Regions from separate parts of the Mus musculus genome. Here region 1 is linked to region 2. A link is a contact called in public Hi-C data. All regions are on one chromosome and are shown on one strand. Each heading gives the region's core, a stretch centred on a gene start, on an enhancer-like site or on the middle of the called end of the contact. The rest is flanking DNA. Distances are from core to core; before and after follow the strand shown.

Region 1 (6,463 bases), core at 2,189-4,688, 4.7 Mb before region 2:
CCTTCTTTTCCGTCCTGCATTTGTATTTTGTTGTTTTCTGAAACAGGAGTTCACTATATAGCCCTGGCTGCCCTGAAACTATCGCTGTAGATCACGCTGACCTCGAATTCAAGAGAACGGCCTGCTTCTGCCTCCCAGGCACGTTGGATTTGAGAAATGTGCGCTACTTCACCCAGTAAAGTTCGCTTTCAATGTCATTTGTTTAAATCGGCGGTTCTCAGCCAAAGGGTCACGACCCTTTTGCAAGGGTTGCCCAAAACCATCAGGAAACAGATATTTACATTACAAGTCAAAATCACAGCAAATTAATTACAATTAAGTAATTACAATTAAGTAGCAACGAGAATAATTTTATTTTTTAAGTATTTATTTATTTATTTTTGGGTTTTTTGAGACAGGGTTTCTCTGTGCTGTCCTGGAACTCACTCTGTAGACCAGGCTGGCCTTGAACTCAGAAATCCGCCTGCCTTTGCCTCCCAAGTGCTGGGATTAAAGGCGTGCGCCACCACTGCCCGGCAGGAATAATTTTATAGTCAAGAGTTAACACAATATGAGGAACTGTAGTAAGAGGCCGCAGCGTTAGCAAGGCTAAGAACCACTAGTTTAAATCTTAGAGGCAGGTAGTTGGTTTAAATTGTTTCCACTAAGCAGGGCCTAAGAGGTAGAGGAAGGCAGATCTCTGAGTTTGAGGCCTACAAAGAGTTTTGGGTCAATCAGGGTTGCACAGTGAGACGCTGACTCAAGAATAAAATAAAGTGCCGGGCGGGCGTGGTGGCACATGCCTTTAATCCCAGCACTCGGGAGGCAGAGGCAGGTGGATTTCTGAGTTTGAGGCCAGCCTGGCCTACAAAGTGAGTTCCAGGACAGCCAGGACTACACAGAGAAACCCTGTCTCGAGAAACCAAAAAAAAAAAAAGAATAAAATAAAGTAAAACTTGTCTCCAAAAAAGTTCATCTTGAAGGCATTTAAGAAAGCCATTGGGGTCGGGGTGGGGTGGGGGCTTTGATCAGGGCGTAAAGTAAATAAATTAATTAATGAGAAAAAAAAGGCCTTTCAGTCAGCATCCCTGCTTTACACCAGGGAAATAGCAGAAACCTTAACTACTCACCCCTATTGCATTGACGTGACACCACGAGTTGCTAGTGACTTTTTCATAAGGTTTTTCGTGTGTGAGGCTTTAGGTTCTTTAAAACCAGACCTTCGAAGCCCATGCAAGGTCTTGAAAAATCCATTGCATTGCCAAGAATGATCCTGAATTCCTGATCTTTCTGCCTTCACCTCCCAAGTGGGGCACCACACCTAGCAGTTTATTGGATTGGAAGGGAGGATTGTGGCTCTTTTGGCTTTGAGACTTTCTGAGAGTCTTTTAAAAACTTGTGAGTTTTTAAAAGACTGGTTTTTATCCAGCCAGCCTGGATGACATGGCTGGATCCTGGCTCCAGTTAAAATTTTAAAAGAACTGAGGATGTAGGTCCACTCAGTGGCGGAACACTGTCTAATATGCAAAGGCTCTGGGTACAATCTACATTGTTCAGTATGCAATGGCTCTGAGTTCAATGCCCAGCTCTGGATGGAGAAAAAAAAAAAAAAGAAAGAAACTATCTATTTGAACCAGCTGTGGTGGCATACACCTATGAATGACCACACCAATCTGTGAAGTTAAATAAGAGGATTAGCCAAGAACTTGAGGCTATCCTGGGCTACAAAGCAAGCACCAACATACCAACTAGGGTTACATAGAGAGAACCTATCTCAAAATATATTTTGGGTTTTTTTTTGTATGTGTGTGAATCTCTGATCTGACACAAAATAAGCTTTTAATATTGCCTGAACCAGAAGTTAATGCTTTGCATAAAGTGGAGCAAACATGAATTAACAGCATTATTCCAAGGGAAATACCCGAGTACAGGGCTTAGTGTGCAGAGGAGACCAACCTGCACTTCTGCCTGCACACACACAAACACACACAAGTATGTTAAGTCCCCAAAGCAGGCCCCCAAACGGCAGTGCTGACGGCACTATTTTAAAGTGATGGTCTGGACCCCACCAGACCTTGCTAGGAAACAGACTTAAAGCATTTCTCAGAAGCCCTTAACAGCTGGCTGAAGGCTCCTGGCTGTATCTGTCAGTCTCCTCCCTGCCCAACAGAGTTCTCATGCTAACCACCGGGATTTTCTGAGCTGGCCCCACTCCAGCCATATAAGTCCCTAAAACCTAGCAAGGCTTTGCTGCTGGGAGCTGTCTTCTACTGTTCTTAGTGGTGGCCTGGCAGTTGGTTTTGTTTTGTTTTGTTTTGTTTTGTTTTTGAGACAGGGTTTCTCTGTGTAGCCCTGGCTGTCCTGGAACTCACTCTGTAGACCAGGCTGGCCTCGAACTCAGAAATCCACCTGCCTCTGCCTCCCGAGTGCTGGAATTAAAGGCGTGCGCCACCACGCCCGGCTTCTGGCAGTTTTTAATAGACCGTTCTTTCTCTCCTTGGAGAGCTGAAGGGTTGGGTGGGTTTTTGTTGCATCTATTTACAAAACACACAATTCAAAACGAACCATACATATATATTACATATGCTGTGTAAGAATAAGCGTGTTTATATGTGTTTGTATATATGTTTGTACACAAGTATGTAAATAGATATGTAAATTTACTTATTTATACCAGGTGGGATGTAACTGAGCACTGAGAGTATGGAGACAGGATGGCAAATTCAGTACCCGTCGGGACTATATATGGAGAGCCTTTCTCAGGAAACAACAACAACAACAACAACACACACACACACACACACACACACACACACGCGCGCGCCGGTCCTTGTTTGATTTTTTTTTCTATTTGATGTAACTTTTTGACCTTGAGATTTAAAAAAAAAAAAACAAAACTGCGGGGCGTGGTGGCGCATGCCTTTAATCCCAGCACTCGGGAGGCAGAGGCAGGCAGATTTCTGAGTTTGAGGCCAGCCTGGTCTACAGAGCGAGTTCCAGGACAGCCAGGGCTGCACAGAGAAACCCTGCCTTGAAAAACAAAAAAACAAAAAAACAAAAAAACAAAAAACAAAAAACAAAAAACAAAAAAAAAAAACAAACAAAAAAAGCGGTCCATCCGTCTCTTCTGCTGTTTTTTTGTTTTTGTTTTTGTTTTTGAGACAGGGTTTCTCTGTGTAGCCCTGGCTGTCCTGGAACTCGCTCTGTAGACCAGGCTGGCCTCGAGCTCAGAAATCCGCCTGCCTCTGCCTCCCAAGTGCCGGGATTAAAGGCGTGCGCCACCACGCCCGGCCTCTTCTGCTGTTTTGAGAAACCCACCTGAAAAAGCCATTTTCCCCCACTGATCTGCGCGGCCTAGGTGCATTTTCGTGAAGGAGCCGCTAGATGGCGATCTAGAAGGAGGGCTCAAAGCAGCGTCTGCCAAGCCTCTCTTCATAAAGTCCGGCGGCGGAAGAGGAAGCGGCACGTGCGGCGCTCTACGGTGGCCGGGGAGGCTGCTGCAGCTTCCTTACTCCTAAATACCTAAGCACCCCGGGAAGGTGCGGCGACAGTGGTTTTTGTAGTCGCAGCTCCGAGAAGGGCGTCCGGCCAGCCGGCACCATGGTGAAGGAGCAGTTCCGCGAGACGGATGTGGCTAAGAAAATGTAAGGACGCCCCCGAAGGGGTGGGGGTGAGGTGGAGGCTGAGGTCCCGGGTCCCAGAGTGTCCCAGGAGAGGGACAGTTGTTAAGGGAGCGAAGAAAAAAGTTCCAGGATGGGATTTCAGATCCTGGGGTGGGGGGTGGGGGATCCGTGAGGTATAGCGGGGAAAGTGCAATGGACGGAACAGTGTCAGAACGGGCATTCTGGGCGAAGATGCCACCTCCTGAATCCCTGCGCTGATTACTCTCAGCGGACCTCTTCCTCTGGCACGAGGACACAGTTGTGTGCTGACTCAAGGTTGTCAGCTAGAAAGTGGCAGGCTCAGAAACCAAGCTGCTCTTCTGGGCTCTCTGTTTCAAAGCTTAATTATTAAGCCCTGGTTGTTTGATTTTTTTTTTTTTTGGCGGGGGGGGGGGAGGCTAAGGCGGATCTTTTTGCTTCTTCAACTTACATAAGAGAATGTACTGAGGACAGTGTTGTGCACTAAAGGTCCCGCAGAATGCAGTCTTTCTGCTTGGTCTGTTGTAGAGTAGACAAATCAGCCATGATTGTGGCAAATGCAACGACCAGCAGAGAGGAGACTGAGAGCACCAAGTAATGAATAAGTCTGGGCTCGGTGCAGACCAGGCTCCTTTTAAAACACGTACTGGAGGGACAAGGTAGACTGATAGACGTGAAGCAGGGGACTTACACTATGTGAGTCTTGCAAGGCGTGTCAGACTTTTGGAGTGTTTGGCCAGGACAGAGTTTGAGGCCATGGCAGGGATCTAGACTGGCAATGATGGTGACTTGAGCTGGGTCCAGGGCTCTGAGGTGGATGTGGGGACTTTGGAGAGAAGTGAACTTAAAGGGGCATAGGGCATAAAATGGAAGAGAGAAGCAGAGACAGAGGTAAGAAAAATGAGACTGGAGGAACTCTGTGTTACTGTTCACTGGGACAGGTGTCACCTGGGTGACCTCCGACTGTTCTCAGTCCACCATCTCAGTCCTTCACACGCACCCTATTCACATGAAAGGATCCTCACACAGCAGCCCAGGGATGCAGAGCCACAAGCCAATAGTTATGCCACTCAGGCCAAGGCAGGCAGTCAGGAGTTTGAAGCTAGCCCAAGCTACAGAGCAAGACCCTTCATTTCAGATGCAAACTAGATCTCTGTCACCTGGATCTTCCAGCAGCTCTTGGTAATGCTGACACTTGATTCCCTCCTAAATCCCAAGCCCTGGCCCCTGCAGGCCTTACTGGGCTCATCTTGTACCCTTAGCTGTCTGTGCCGCTTGCCTGTGATTCTCTGGTGATGCCCAGTGCCTGTGGGCCAAGGAATCTTTACCTTCTGCTTCCTATCTTCATTCTCCTATTTGCTCTGTCTGACTTAGAATTCAGCTGGAAGATCACCTTTGCAGAGAGGTGTTCTGACCAGACCCTGGTGTCCCATCAGACTGTACCATCATCCCATGTTATTTTAATTCTCTCTATCTTTTATGAACAGTTAGTGCTCCTACCCCAACTCCAAACAGATAAAGTCTTTTATTCAAAGCAGCACAGTATCTCTAGATGAACTCTTTGTCCATGTAAGTTGTTACTTGCTTGTGTTTCTTAGAAAATGGCAAAGGGGAGGAAGCCTGCACACGTTTGATCTAGATGTAACTTTTCAGATATTCTGAGTTGGAGATGCCCATGCCCAGTCAACTAGAGGTGGCTGACGTAAAGAGATTTCGAAGACGTCTATATATACAAACAAAGGGCATCCCTGGGAGGATTGTGCAATGAAGAGGAGGAAGGGTGGCACCCAGAATGGTGGGGGGGGGGGGTGTCCAATATGCAAATGATAGCAGTGGAAGAAGATACCTCAAAAGACCCAAAAGGACTAAATGAAGACAGTAAAGGAGAGTATAGGCCGGGTGGTGGTGGAGCACGCCTTTAATTCCAGCACTTGGGAGGCAGAGGCAGGCGGATTTCTGAGTTCGAGGCCAGCCTAGACTATAGGCTACACAGAGAAACCCTGCCTCAACCCTCCTCCTCCCCCCAAAAAGGAGAATATACTGAGAGGAGAGGGGCACTGAAGGTGTAGGGAACCTGAAAGCAGAGATAAGGAAGCAAGTCCAGACTGAGAAAGATAGGTTCATCACTAGCTTGCCCACCAAGGGAGTGACCTTGAGAGCAATAACGTCTCATGAGGGAAAATTGAAACTCTTTCCCGTAGGATAAAGGGTTGAAGACCCAGTTACTAAACTCTGTCTGGGTCTGGTGGAACGAGCCTGTCCAGGAGTCAGAGGGCAGGGTGGTTTTGGTTGTGTCCATGTGTGCCTAGATCCATGGGCTTTGATACCTTTCTCTGGTTTGTTCCCACTGCAGAAGCCATATCTGTTTTGGAATGAAGTCCCCTGAGGAGATGCGCCAGCAGGCACATATCCAGGTTGTCAGTAAGAACCTGTACAGCCAAGACAACAACCACGCCCCCTTGTTGTATGGAGTGCTTGACCATAGAATGGTAAGGCCCTGTCCCTCCCAGTGTTCCACAGTTGACACGTGAAATCGTTGGTCCCAGCTGGCTGTGAGTTAGGAAGATTGGGCCCCTTTCTTGTGCTCTCCACCAATGGCTGGGTGTTCTTTCCTCCAAAGGGTACGAGCGAAAAAGATCGTCCTTGTGAGACCTGTGGGAAGAACTTGGCGGACTGTCTCGGCCACTATGGCTACATTGATCTCGAGCTACCGTGCTTTCATGTCGGGTACTTCAGGGCTGTCATTGGTATCTTACAGGTGAGCGAGGGGTCAGGGACACTGGAGGGAACCCAGGAACTGTGGCTGAGGAGGGGTATATCCAGAAGTTTCTATACTGTGCCCA
Region 2 (6,429 bases), core at 1,085-3,584:
CTCCTCCTCCTCCTCCTCCTCCTTCTTCTCTTTAAAGATTTATTTATTATTTATTTATTTTATGTATGTGAGTACACTGTAGCTGTCTTCAGACACAACATATCCTACTACATATGTTTGTGAGCCACCCTGTGGTTGCTGGGAATTGTACTCAGGATCTCTGGAAGAGCAGTCAGTGCTCTTACCTGCTGAGCCATCTCTCCAGCACCTGCCCTTGCTTTTCCTGATTCATTTGGTATGAAACTTAACTGGGAAAACATGAATTGTCTCTGAGAGCCCGTTTAAAACTGCACTCGATCCTGCGGAACGTTCAAAGCTTCTCATTATGCATGTGTCCCTTTCTGGCTCCAGACTAGAAGCGTCTAATCTAAGCATCTGTGTTGATTATTACATTTAAACCTCCTGAAATTAGACACTACAGCTTCTTCATTTGTATGCCCCACAGATGCAAACACTGTTTAATTACCGGCTCCTGAACTAAAATGAAACGTACAGTTGGCTTAGCTCCAAGAGATTCAATAACGCCCCTCAGCTTGCCATGAAAGGCCTTTCTTGATCAAGCGCCTGCCTTTGTCCACAGTCTCGCCAGCTGTCACCACCTCCCTCCAGCTTCCATAAGTGTTTCCCTCTCGGCCCTATTGTTCATTTCTTGCCTTTGTGCATCTGTTTCCAGCAAAATCAGTTATCATTTTGACTGCGAGTGAACTCCTCACTATCTCCAAGCCACTGTTTCTCTCTTTTGTCCCTCCCACCCTCCCTTTTTGGTCTTTTAAATGGAATCAAAGTAGACAGCCAGTCTGTCCTGCTCATCACTGCTCGCCTGTATCTGGAAAACAATTTGTAACGGAATGGGAAGGGTCTTAAATCCAGTAGGAGCATTTGATTGTCTCTAGAGCACAGCAGGCAGTTCCTGAGGCAGGCAAGCATGGGAGAGAGGATAGCTTGGAACCCCAATTTGTTTCTGGTTATTCACATAGCCCCTCTTACAATGATGCTCTTGGCAGCCTTGTTCCTTCATTGGTAAGTCACACACACACACACACACACATACACACACACACACACACAACCAAAAATTCTCCAAACAATTTACCTGGCACCTCGGAACTCCCTTAACCTCCCCAGATTATATATACTTCTACCTCTAAATAATAATGTTTCTTCACCCCTAGTACCAATCACACCTACACAGTTTTTATTCAAGTATATTCCCAATGTATGGGGTATAAAGATTAGAAGGGTCAAGATGGCCTGAACTTGCTTGGGGTATAGGCACAATTAAGGGGAAACTATGTCCTCTAATAAGCTTTTAAGAAGAATCTCTTATTTACTCTCATATGCCTGTGCATGTGATTAAAGCCAGATGCATTATTGGAAGGGACGTGAGCAGTATTGAAATGATCGTATAACCTGATCTATCAATTGAAATAAAGGATCATTCACATTAGTAACCAGCGCCTCCTTTTTCTTGACCGGTGAAGAGACCCAGGCTGTAGCCTGAGGTACTTGGTACTTTTGCTCGCGTTGCCTGCTGTCATTCTGTAACTTTGCACTATAGCATTGCTTCAAATAAAACTATTTTGCTTTTGCATATTTGGATAAGAGGCCAAAAACCTGGAAGCATGCAACTTAGATCATAAGCACCGACAGCTTTGCTAAAAGATAAGAAGAAAGTTTTAAATGGGCGCTTTAGATTATCAGTCGCGTTACAGAGTGGGGAAAATACATCAGGAAAGGCAAGAAAGGATGAGAGAGAAGAGATGGCAGGACTTAGTGGCCCACTGAAGGTAGTGACTGAGAGGTTTGAGGAGAAGGAAACGCAGGTTCCCGGTTTCTGACTTCACTGTTTGGGGACAAACTGAAATATGGCATGGGGGTTGTATCTAATCTCCACATCACTCCAATTAGTCCGAAAGAATATCCTGCAGGGACCTTTCTTTTCGATCTTTGTATTACCAGCGTTCAAAGACGAGCAATTAATACGCTCAAGATATTAAACAGCAACTCTGAGCCAATAAGAGCTATAGCCGACTCGAGAAAGCGTACAGACATTTTTTTTTTTTTTTTTTTTTTGGTTTTGGTTTTGGGTTTTGGTTTTGCCTACTGTTGCAAGAAAAGGAGTTAGATCCACGAATCGCAGCTTCAGACCTGCTTTCGGTCCATTGTACAACTAGGAAGCTGACAATAAAGTTTATTTGAGCGTCGACGTGCACCGACGTGGCCCCGCCTCCTAAGCAGCAGCGATGATTGGCCAGCGCTTGCGGGCTGCGGGCGTTCCTAAGCCGCGATTGGCTCCGTCCGCCGTCCGTCGGAGCGTCGGTCACCGCCCCGCCCCTTCGCCGCGTCGCCGGTGCCTGCGCTGCCCGCCTCACCTCGCTTCTCCTGTCCCGGCGGAGGCCCGGGCGGCCAGCGCGAGCAGCGGGGACCATGTTCCGACGCAAGCTCACGGCCCTGGATTACCACAACCCCTCAGGCTTCAACTGCAAAGGTGGGTGGCGGCCGCGGGGTTCGGCGACGGCGCCTCCCCAGCCCGCCCGGACCCGGACCCAGACCCGGCAGCCGCTGCCCTGAGGCGCTCGGCAGGCTTCCCGGCCCCCGGGCGGCTCGGCGGGCACCTGCGGGGTAGGGGAGGGGACCGGGGATGCCCTTCGGGGCGCGCAGAAAGTTCGTGGCCGGCTGCCAGGGAAGTGGAACCGTTCAGAAAAAAAGATATTCCAGTCCTGCGGGCCAGTGGGAAACTGAGAGTGAGGCGGGGACCAGGGCCTCATTCCGCTGTGCAGGACGCACCGGTAGAAGCGGGGTGGCAGCGTTTGGTCTCCAGAAGCATATCAGGGTCAGTCCTGGTTTTTACTTGGCTTTTACTTGGCTCAAGATTGCTGGGTGGCGGTAGAGCCGAAATTGGGGGTTGAGACCTCAGTTTTCTGACGAGTAAAATGAGGATCTTTCCTGAGGGTTTTGGGTTTTGGTGTTTGGAGGGGTTGGATCTAAGGAAGCAGGTGCGTCCCGGTAACTGTACACTGTCCCCTAGCTTTCAGTTTTTAATATTTGTATTCAGGGTGCTTTAATCGTTTATTTCTAGTTTATTTTATTCTATTGGCTTGCTTCAAAGTTTTTACCTGCCCAATGCCCCTTAAACTCTAAAGGAACCAGAGTTCTAATAAAACATAGGAAACACTGTGCCCTGCATGTTTAATTCATTCAATACTCAAAACATCCCCACGAAGTAAGTCCCGTTTTCCTCATCTTGTATCTGAAGAATCTGAAGCTTAGAAAGTGTATCCGGTTTTCTGAGGCTCATCCAGAATTTGAGTCTATTGCAGTGAGCCAGGTATCTATGGCTCTGCAGTCTGAACTTTGAGCTCTTGCTGACTTCCCTCGGGGTCAGTTAATGTAGTGTTTGCAGGTTAGAAAGCCACCAAGGATCACAAAGGCTTTTAGTGACTTGATATATGATGTTTCGTTGCAGATGAAACAGAATTTAGAAACTTTATCGTTTGGCTTGAAGACCAGAAAATCAGACACTACAAGATTGAAGACAGAGGTAACTTGAGAAACATCCACAGCAGTGACTGGCCCAAGTTCTTTGAAAAGGTAATGAATCAGGAAGTAGAAGGAAGCACAGAGAACTTTTGTAAACGTTGTATGTTGAGTTGAAAATTCCTATGTTCTTTTAAGATATAATAGTGATCAGTGTGAGTAAAGCTAACTCCATGGATTCAAACTCTGTTGTTTTGATTTTTAAAGCAAATTATATTATCTCCAACCGAGCTGTCAGTATTTGGATTAAACATCATTTTCTAAATGTCACGGCATTCCTTAATAGGATTGTCTACATAATTTGTATGTATGTATGTATGTGTGTGTATGTGTTTATATGTATGTCGGGTATCCGCAGAGGCCAGAAGAGCACAGCACGTCTCTTGGAGCTTTAGTTACATTAGATACGAAAATGCAGCAATATACTTTTGAGTCCTTGTCTTAGTTACATTTCTATTCTGTGAAGAGATACCATGGCTAAAGCAGCTTCTAACAGAGAGCATTTACCCTGAGATTTCCCTACAGTTTCAGAGGGTGAATCAATGACCATCATGTGTGGAGTGTGGCACCAGGCAGGCAGAGCACCGGAGCCATAGCTGAGAACTCGCATCCTTATCTTCAAGGAGGACTCAGAGAGCTCACTGGGAATTGTGGGAAGGGAAAAGATGTGGGGTGGGCATGGCTTTTGAAACCTCGAAGCTCACCGTCAGTGACACACCTCCACCAGCAAGGCCACACCTCCTAATCCTTCCCAAACAGTTCCACCCACTGTGAACCAAACATTCAAATCTATGAGCCATGGGGGCCATTCTCATTCAAACTAGCACATACTCATTAAGAGCATCATTTCCATGCCTGAAACTTGAAACTGTCATGTTTATTCTTGTAGGTGAGGTACAGATGCCCCCTAAAAGCGCTCTGTGGATGATCTTGTGACTAGAATTGTTTCACATTGATTTATTTTAATTTTAGTAATATTCTTTCAGGAGTAATTGTTTCCAAACTCTATAAAAAAAAACCACATTATGTCATTACAGTGTCATCAACAAATGGGAATGACAGTGGCAGCTGTCTCTGTTCTGTTTGTATGTGTGTGTGTGTTTGTGTTTTGGTTTTTTGAGACAGGGTTTTTCTGTGTAGTCCTGGCTGTCCTGGCGCTCACTCTGTAGACCAGGCTGGCCTTGAACTCAGAAATCTGCCTGCCTCTGCCTCCGGAGTGCTGGGATTAAAGGCATGTGCCACCACCACTGCAGCTGTCTCTGTTCTTGTTCACAAGCCACATACCTGATAGGCCTCTCCCATAAATGTTTACCCATACCAAGGCCTAATGCTTCTTGCCACTGCAACTACTTGTAGTGGTTTATCTTTATTTACCCTTAAACTTTTTTTTCAGTTTTCAGTGGGCTTTTAAAGATCTTAAAATATAGTGCTAGTGTTTTCTGTTGGTTCACTTGTAAATGAAAAAGTATGCAGAGATTAGAGACACTTGCTTGTTTAAAAGATCCTGACAGATAGTAAAATAATCATAAATCGGGCTGGTGAGTTGGCTCAGCGGTTAAGAGTGCCGACTGCTCTTCCAAAGGTCCTGAGTTCAAATCCCAGCAACCACATGGTGGCTCACAGCCATCCATAACGAAATCTGATGCCCTCTTCTGGAGTGTCTGAAGACAGCTACAGTGTACTTACATAAAATAAATAAATATTTTTAAAAAATCATAAGTCACCCAAATACTATTAGAAATGTTGTTTAAGGTATCTTAGGAAACATCTATTTGGTAATTAATATAGATTTTAAGTTATTAACTTGCATTCAGTACTCACAAAGTGGCTTTTGATCGTGGCCAAATCTAATGAATGAGACTTGTTTGTTTCATTAAAGGAATAAAATTTTTGGTTAGAAAATGAATTTTTACTAAAACATATTAATTTATAAATTATCCCTGAAGTTTTCACTGAAAGGTTTTTTGTTAGGGTCAACTTTCAGCTCCCGAGAGACTGAAGGATCAGCTTATTTGCCTAAAGGACTTGGCTGTAGCTGACACACAAGTTCCATGGCTTGCTCTGTTATGCATTTGTATATGACATTTGCATATGAATGATAAAATTCCAGTAATTAATTGAATTGTCCTTCTTTTAAAAGTTGCACTTTTTATCTAATTGCCCTGTGCATTGGGACCTGGAGTCAAAGCTAAGGTTCTGGTCCCAGATCTAAGTGGTATGGCCAGTGTTAAGTATCAGATTTTTGTAGGTTGTAGTTTCGTTGTCTAAATGAGATTATTCTTGTATCTTGTCCTACCTGGGATCTCCAGTTACAAATATTTTAAAAAGGATTATTTTATTGTTTTCTTCTAAGCATTTTTTTTTCTGACCTGTATAATGACATCAAAGGTTTAATAATGATCGATGTGGTGGCGCACACTGAGATCCTGGCACCAGGAAGGTGGAGGGGAGAGAATCAGGAGTTCCAGGCCAGTCCTGGATATCTGGGATTCAAGGCAGGCCTGGAAGAAATTCTTAAAGCTCCAAACTGAGGCCTCTGTCGGTCTGCTGTTCTGTGTTCTGTGGCTCTATGATAATGAAATAGATTTTTTTTCCCCCTCTTTCCCTTCACAGTATCTCAAAGATGTTAACTGTCCTTTCAAGATTCAGGATCGGCAAGAAGCGATTGACTGGCTTCTTGGTTTAGCTGTTAGACTTGAATATGGAGATAACGGTATGTTTTGTGCAGGATATAGGGTGGGTGTTGGCTTATGGGGCTTCTTAAAAGATTTTTATTTTTAATTGTATATGTATTATATGCATTCCTACTGTATTCAGAAGCCAGGAAAGGATATCAGATCTGCGGGAGCTAGAGTTACAAATGTGAACTACCATGTGGGTACTGGGAATCTA

The links. Hi-C and Micro-C count contacts between places; a contact is called where the count stands out from the background.
Region 1: a contact with region 2 is called in a Hi-C map of CD4 T cells, with 5 times the contacts expected there. The contact joins the promoter of Polr3a here to the promoter of Rtraf in region 2.

The regions. Positions count from the first base shown.
Region 1 is chr14:24,484,033-24,490,495 of GRCm38.p6, reverse strand. It overlaps Polr3a (polymerase (RNA) III (DNA directed) polypeptide A), which reads left to right and starts at 3,438. Exons shown (of 31, transcript NM_001081247.2): 1 at 3,438-3,623; 2 at 5,974-6,109; 3 at 6,241-6,378. The coding sequence starts at 3,580.
Region 2 is chr14:19,819,728-19,826,156 of GRCm38.p6, reverse strand. Rtraf (RNA transcription, translation and transport factor) reads left to right here and starts at 2,334. Exons shown (of 8, transcript NM_026528.3): 1 at 2,334-2,488; 2 at 3,467-3,591; 3 at 6,151-6,250. The coding sequence starts at 2,428.